Regions from separate parts of the Capra hircus genome. Here region 1 is linked to region 2. A link is a contact called in public Hi-C data. All regions are on one chromosome and are shown on one strand. Each heading gives the region's core, a stretch centred on a gene start, on an enhancer-like site or on the middle of the called end of the contact. The rest is flanking DNA. Distances are from core to core; before and after follow the strand shown.

Region 1 (3,961 bases), core at 1,154-3,653, 140 kb after region 2:
AACATTGTGAGTTACTGATCTTTTAACTCACCAATTTATAATCAATTGTCTCATGTTTTAAAGTAGGCGATTTTCTCTAGTAAAAAGCAACAATTGCGTCAAGTTCTAAGGAGCTGCCTCAAGAAGTCCCATGTAAGAGGCATTTCTCCCCTTTGCACCAAGTTTACAAATGAAGACAAACCACTTAATACACTGTAATGATATTTACCATTACCAAAGCAAATGAGGGGATAGTCTCTAAAACAATGGAATGCGAACACTAAGATTTCAGTGGCCCCTACTGAACTGTTTTAAAATGTTCATAATCTGCTAGCTTCATGAAACCTAACAACCGCTGGCTTTAAAACAAACTTTTTTGTATACCTAAAGGGTAGCTTCTGATTAAAAACATTAAATAAAATAGTGTAACTGTTTTACGTATCAGATAAATCGCTCTGGGTTGTAGAGCCAGACTTCTCTCTCTCTTAAGTGGAGCTCATGCAGCTAGCTTTGGGCATTTGCTAGGAAACGAAGCGCTAACGAATCTTCCGTCCGGCTGCTTCCAACCGCTACTCTTCCAGTGTGGCTGCGCGGCCCGTGCGCTCCGGAGCCGGTCCGCCGCGGGCGCGGGGCCGGAGCCGGAGCTGGAGCCCGGGCGGAGCGCACGCGCGCTCGGAGCCGTTGCGCACGTTTCAGCGCTTCCCGCTCCTACCGTTGGGCTTAAGACTTTCAACCGCCGTCTGGGTCCGGCTTCCTGCTCCGTTGGGTGCCCCCTGGTGCTCATCACCTGCACCATCTTGAGCGGCGGCTGCGCGGAGCTAGGGGTCCAGGGAGCCCGAGGATGCTTTCGAGAAAGCCTCACGTCCAAAGCCGGGGTGTCGATCACACGGGCACACTCAGGCACCTCTAAAGGAAGAGGGAGGCTGTTTTCACTAAGCACCAAGAGAGACAGGAGCAGATTAAGTTTCATCCAAGTCAACTCAGCACCTTCAAGTTTGTGGTAAAAGCCGCAAAGATACGTAGACCTTGTTTCTTCTCGAACCCACCCCCTCCCGCGCGCTGTGCGCTTTTTCCGGGCGGAGTTCGCTGTGACCCTTGACTGCAGTGGGGCAGCTGGTCTCTGCGAGTCAGAGGATCTGTCCTGGGCTTGGAGCCCAGGATGCGGCCTTAAGTGCCATGGAAGGGAGCTTCCCCCCTCCCCCAGCCAATCAGTGTTATGCACAAAGTCTGTGGCCGGAGCAGAGGGGTCCGGCTCCTCCCGGCTCTCCGCCCACGCTCCGGTCTCGACACCGTATTTAAATAGGCACAGCAGCTCGTTTTCCATCCATGGCAATCCCAAGAGCTCGCTCTCGCCTCAGTACAGCATGGTGGGAGCCTCTCCCCTCTTCCTGAGTCCTTCTCCTGTTTTTCTCTTCCCTTCTTCCACAATTAATGCCTAAGTCATGCTTTTCCTAGCTAGCGCCCACTAAAGGATAAGGCTTAGCGACCCGCGGTGACGCTCCCATCCGCCTTCCAGAAGAGGCGGTTTCAAAGGGAACTACAGCTCCCGTGGGGCCTCAGGCTAAGCCACCGCAGGGCATCACGGGAGTCGTAGGCGTCTTCCTGCTCTGTCCCGTTCATTCCTCAAGGTGTCAACTACAAGTCCCAGAGGGTCTCGGGGCGAGACAGCCTGCGCGAGAGCCCCGCGAGCGGAGTGGGGGTGGGGCGCCCCGGGCGGCGGGGGGCGGGGCCCGAGCGGGCTGTGTGGAGGCTTCAGATTCCCGGCGCCATTTAGCGCGGAGTTTCGCCGGCGGACGCGGCTCTTCTTCCGCGGCCTGTCTGCACTCATCTCCGTGACAGAAGGCGCCCGACCGGGTGACTGCCCTTACTTCTCCCGGCCCTCCTCGGCCCGGAGGAGCACCGGGCTCGGGCCCTCCCCCACCGGCTCTCCCTCCGTCAGCCCCCGGCCCCGGCCCGGAGAGGAAGGGGTCCGCCCGGCCCGGGGCGGGCGGTGAGGCCCGGGGCCGGGGGCCGCTCCTCCGTGTTGCGCTTCGGCTCCTCGCGTCGGGCAATGGGCGGCCTCTGAGGCCGTCCAGCAGGGCGGGGAGGAGGAGCGGCCGCCCGCCTGGCCGCGAGCCCCAGCGCGGCCTCGCCCGCCTCCGCGCCGAGCGGCAGCCGCTCGGGGGTCTAGCCCGCCCCGGGCCGCAGCGGTGGAGAGCCAGCCGCCGCCTCCTTGACTCGGTGCGGGCCGCCGCGCCGCCCCCATGACCGCGCGCCCCCGGCGCTCCAGCCCGCCCGTCCGCCGCTCGCCGCACGATGGGTGCGGGCCGTGAGGCGCCAGCCCCCGTGCCTCCGCCCCGCCGCCGCCCCCGACAAGCGCGCCTCGAGAGCCGCAGCGGCCGCCGCAGCCGGGCCCGCGGGCCCGCCTCCCGCTCGGGCCGCCGAGTCAGTGCCGAGTGAGGGGCCGTCGTCCTGCCGCCCCGGGCCGGCCCCCTTCTTCCGCGAACTCGAGCCACCCGCCTCGCTCTCGCTCCCGTTCCCACAATGTCTGGCGGCGCCGCCGACCAGCAGAGCAGCGCGCCGGGCTCGCTGTTCCTCTCGCCGCCGGCGCCTGCCCCCAAGAATGGCTCCAGCTCGGACTCCTCGGTGGGGGAGAAACTGGGCGCCGCAGCGGCCGATGCCGCAGCCGGCCGGACGGAGGAGTACCGGCGTCGCCGCCATACCATGGACAAGGACAGCCGGGGGGCGGCCGCGACCACCACCACGGAGCACCGCTTCTTCCGCCGCAGCGTCATCTGCGACTCCAACGCTACGGCGCTGGAGCTGCCCGGCCTCCCTCTGCCGCTGCCTCAGCCCGGCGCGGCTGCCGTGGTCCCGCAGCGGAGTCCCCCGGAACCCCCGCGCGAGGAGACCCTGACCCCCGCCGCTGCCGCCCAGGTGGCCCAGCAGCCGCCCGCCGCCGCCGCCGCTCCCCTTGAGGAGCCGGTCGCCGCGGGCCCGGCCACCTCTTCGGCCCCGGGCAGCGCGGGCAGAGACCGCCAGGCTGTCCAGCCCGGCCCCGCGGGGAGCCGAGAGGAGCCTCCGTCGTCGAGAAGTGGCAGCGGCGGCGGCAGCGCCAAGGAGCCCCAGGAGGAACGGAGCCAGCAGCAGGATGACATCGAGGAGCTGGAGACCAAGGCCGTGGGCATGTCCAACGACGGCCGCTTTCTCAAGTTTGACATCGAGATCGGCAGGGGCTCCTTTAAGACGGTCTACAAGGGTCTGGACACCGAGACCACCGTGGAGGTCGCCTGGTGTGAGCTGCAGGTATACCCCACCTTCTTTCTCTTACAGTGCTGTGGGTCCCACATTTGGCTCGGCCATTTGGCCGAATTTTCCCTTTACGTGTCTTCCTCTTAACTGTTCGCTGCGAATGAGGGGAGGCCAACTTTCGAAAGAGTCACCAGGATTTGGGGTGTTGGCACAGGCGAGGCGTTAGTATTTGTAGCCAGAGATTCGCTCCTCGGGAAGGAGTGGTGAAAGTCATCCGGATACCAGCGCATTGCCTCCTCGTCATTGTTTTAGTGTCTGGCAGGAAACGAAATGAGCGGGGAAGTTTTTGAGTTCGGAAAGTACAGTCCTCTTGCCTTGTGTTCATCAGAGATCTGCAGTGATGAGCGGCTGGTGTGTTAGATGCGTGTTTCCATTCCTGAGAACAGGCTGTCTTTTTAAATTGAGAACGACCTTGTTCACAAATGACCTTCTTTTCGACGTATCTTAGTTGGTGGTCGCACCGGCATCTAATAAACTAAAAAAGGTTTCCTTCACTGGATAGTTTGAGACTAGAAAGTTACAGTTGGGTATTTGATATCGTTCCACCTAATGATGTTTAAGCAAGTTTTTGATAACCGTGAGCAGACGTTGTTACTAAAACTAGTGTATGTTTAGCCCACTCGCTGTTCTGTGGGTAATACAGGAGCTTATGTATGTGTGCTTTGAGGGTTGTAATGTCATTATCATTGTT
Region 2 (3,464 bases), core at 891-3,390:
TTGGGTTCTGCTCCAACTCGACCTCGTGGGGACCCCTGGAGCCGCAGCCTTGCTCCGGCACACACCCCAGCGGTCACACCCGGTCCATCATACATACACGTCTGTGAGCATGCATCTCTGCACACAGGAGTACAGGCTGGTCAAAAGCTCTTCATTTGTTTGTTATTACTTTTTAGCTAGAATTTATTGATGCATAATTTACATTTGATTTGCTTTTGAAATATTAAGATGAAGTTTTATTCTCATGAAGCCACTTACTCTGAGAGAGGGTCACAAGCAGGGCTGTGGGGGCAGGGGGCAAACTGAATGCTGCAGGCAACCTGCAGTTTTTGAGGCGATTCATTTAGGATGGCGCTGGGGATGGATGCATGGCCTAATGAGGGCCCAGAGCAGGGAGACATGTTGAAAGGTTCTGGTCCCACAGGGCACCATTGCCCGGAGTCCACATGGTGGCGCTCGGGTCCGAAGGAGCAGCTTGGGCAAGAGGGGTGTGGGCGCTGAGGGGTGGGGTACAGGTTGGTGTTTCTCCCTGAGGAATCCACTGACAAGTCAGGGTTGGTGTGAAACCTGGACTCACGGAGGCTAGGATGGGAGTCTGTTCACAGGTCTGCCTTGGCTGACCTGCTGCTACTGCTGCTAAGTCACTTCAGTCGTGTCCGACTCTGTGCGACCCCATAGACAGCAGCCCACCAGGCTCTGCCGTCCCTGGGATTCCCCAGGCAAGAGCACTGGAGTGGGCTGCCATTTCCTTCTCCGATGCATGAAAGTGAAAAGTGAAAGTGAAGTCGCTCAGTCGTGTACGACCCTCAGCGACCCCATGGACTGCAGCCTTCCAGGCTCTTCTGTCCATGGGATTTTCCAGGCAAGAGAACTGGAGTGGGGTGCCATTGCCTTCTCCGTTGGCTGACCTAAAACCCACCAAAGCTGTGAAATAAGGGTTGAAATGACTCAATGCTGACTTGGGTGGGCCAGTCACCCTGCAAGGTGGGGACTGTGGTTAGAGGACAGACGGCTGAGAGACTCGGGGAGGCGCTGCCTAGCAAGGGGTCCCTGTAACAGTCGTGTCTGACTCTTCGCGACCCCATGTACCAGGCTTCTCCGCCACATGGGATTTTCCAGACAAGAGTATTGGAGTGGGTTGCCATTTCCTTCTTCAGGGGATCTTCGCGACCCAGGGACTGAACCCAGGTCTCCCACATTGCGGGCGGATGCTTTACCTTCTGAGCCCCTGGGGAATCCCCAAAAGCAGGGGAAGGGTTTTCTTAAATTCCTCTGGACGATTTAGATGCAGCTTTGCCCTGAGGCAGAGGGATGGCTGAAATGACCAGAGGGGGCCCTCCCTATGGCCTGAGGATCCGATTAGATGAACCCCCGAATTCTGATGGATGCCCCTCTTTTGTTGACAGCCAGGAGCCCAGGAGCGACCCCCTCCCACCCTAGTCCCCCGCTTCGCCAGAAGTGCGGCCCCTGGGCCAGGACGGCCGCAGGGCGCGCGCCTGCCTCGAGCGCTGGGCCTTTAAGGCCGGGCGTCCCGGGAACAAAGGCCCGGCCTGCGCGCACCGGCCTGAGTCACTTCAGTTCCTCTGCCCGCGCCCGCGCCCGCGCCCTCCCCGCCCGGCCCGGCCCGGCCCCTCCTTGCCCCTCCTGCGCCCAGGGGTCTGAGGAGCCGGCGCGGTGGGCGCGGGCCGCCGGTGGCACCCGTAGTTGTCCGGGTCCTCTGGGCGGGGGCCGGGGCCTAGACGCCCCACCGCCCCCACCCCCCGGCTCTGGGCCTCCCACTTTGGGCCTCAGTTTCCACACCCCCAAACGGGGGGTTAATGCCATTCGGGAGGCGTCCGAGTGAGACGGAAAGAGATCTGAGCCTCGTTTCTCCCATCTGAGGTCGGTCTCACAGGGACCCCCGGCCCTCAGCGTCTGTCTCAGCCCCCCTCACCTCCGCCCTCGCGCCCGCACTGTTCCTCCAGGACAGCGGGGCGGGGGGGCAGACCCCGGGGCCCTCCTTAGAGATGCGCGGCCCGCAGCCTGCCCACCGCGCCGGCTGAGCACCCAGGCCGGCCCTGCTGACACGCAGTGGGCGCCCGGCGCTCTGGGCGGCAAGGGCACGTGGGTGTGACCCCGCAGACCCCGCCCCGGGCCGCGGGCGCCCCACGCCGCCGGGCGCGCACTCTTCCTCGCCCTGCCCTCGGTCCGTTTCAGACTGCCCTGTCCCCAGCCGGCTCGCCAAGTCCAGCTCCCCAGGCTGGTGGGGGTTCCAACTCTTGAAGCCGTGCACTGCTCCATTGTTCCGCCAGACGGTTATTTATCCCTTCATCCTTGCTGGCCTGTATTTTTGTTTCTTGAGGAAAATTGGGTTGGATAGGAAAGGAATGCCTTTTTGAGCAGAAAAGTAAACACAGTTTTGCAGCTGTTTATTGACTCATTTGAAAGGACCCTGATGCTGGGTAGGCTTCCCTCACAGCTCAGTTGGTAAACAATCTGCCTGCAATGCCAGGGACCTGGGTTCAATTCCTGGGTTGGGAAGACCCCCTGAAGAAGGAAATGGCAATCCACTCCAGTATTCTTGCCTAGAGAATCCCATGGACAGAGGAGCCTGGCAGGCTACAGTCCATGGGGTCGCAAGAGTCGGACACGACTTAGCAACTAAACCACCACCACACCTGATGCTGGGAAAGATTGAAGGTTGGAGAAGAAGGGGAGGACAGAGGATGAGATGGTTGGATGGCATCACCAACTCGATGGACATGAATTTGAGTAAATTCCAGGAGTTGGTGATGGACAGGGAGGCCTGGCATGCTGCAGTCCATGGGGTCGCAAAGAGTTAGACATGACTGAGGTACTGAACTGAACTGATAGACAGTAAGTTCAGTGGGGGCCACCCTCTTCAAGAGATCATTCTGCACTTTCTTGGAAACGAGGTTACAGGGGTGTTCTCCCAAGGGGGTAAGTAACTGTCCTACCAAAAAGCCATGGGATGCCCTGCTCAGAGAGTTTAGGACCTGGAGCCCGCCTGCTGGGCCCTGAGAGGAGGAGAAGGCCTGGTGGGAAGGCCAGGAGAGGAGGATTTGTGACAGCTGGTGGGAACCACAGGAGGCAGGCTAGGTCCAAATCCCGCTTCGGTGACAAGCTCGGTATTCCCATCACCCAGCTCCCTTTCTCATCTGCGAGATGAGGGAGGCAGGATGGATGATTTCTTATGTCCCTTCCAAGCCAGGGCGGTCCAGGTGCAGGGAAGTTCCTCCTCTGAGTGCCGGGGATATACCCTCTAAGAGGCAGAGTCCAGGTGGCTGGGCACCAGGCCAGGGTCAGAGGCCCTGAGTCACTCACCCTAGGCAGCTCCAGGGCAGGGGTGGCCCTCCATTGAGTCAGTCAGCCCTGAGAAAAGCCACATGGCAGTTTCCCTGTGGATCAGCTATAACACCAGGCATTAGACACAACAGGCCCAGAGGAGCCGTGGGCTGTCGGCC

What was found. A called contact is a pair of places that touch in the nucleus more often than the background predicts.
Region 1: a Hi-C map of blood shows a contact between it and region 2, with 4 times the contacts expected there. The contact joins the promoter of WNK1 here to the enhancer-like site in region 2. A contact is called at or near these places in 2 of 5 Hi-C or Micro-C datasets (both in blood).

Annotation. Positions count from the first base shown.
Region 1 is chr5:106,506,261-106,510,221 of ARS1.2, forward strand. It overlaps WNK1 (serine/threonine-protein kinase WNK1), which reads left to right and starts at 2,404. Exons shown (of 26, transcript XM_018048668.1): 1 at 2,404-3,264. The coding sequence starts at 2,503.
Region 2 is chr5:106,370,446-106,373,909 of ARS1.2, forward strand. The region is part of intron 1 of NINJ2 (ninjurin-2); the gene reads right to left. Among named protein-coding and RNA genes, the nearest start is that of NINJ2, 68 kb to the right of the region's middle. Within about 2 kb of position 2,141, at least 5 of the 5 cell types and tissues checked have an H3K27ac peak or open chromatin away from gene starts, as enhancers often do.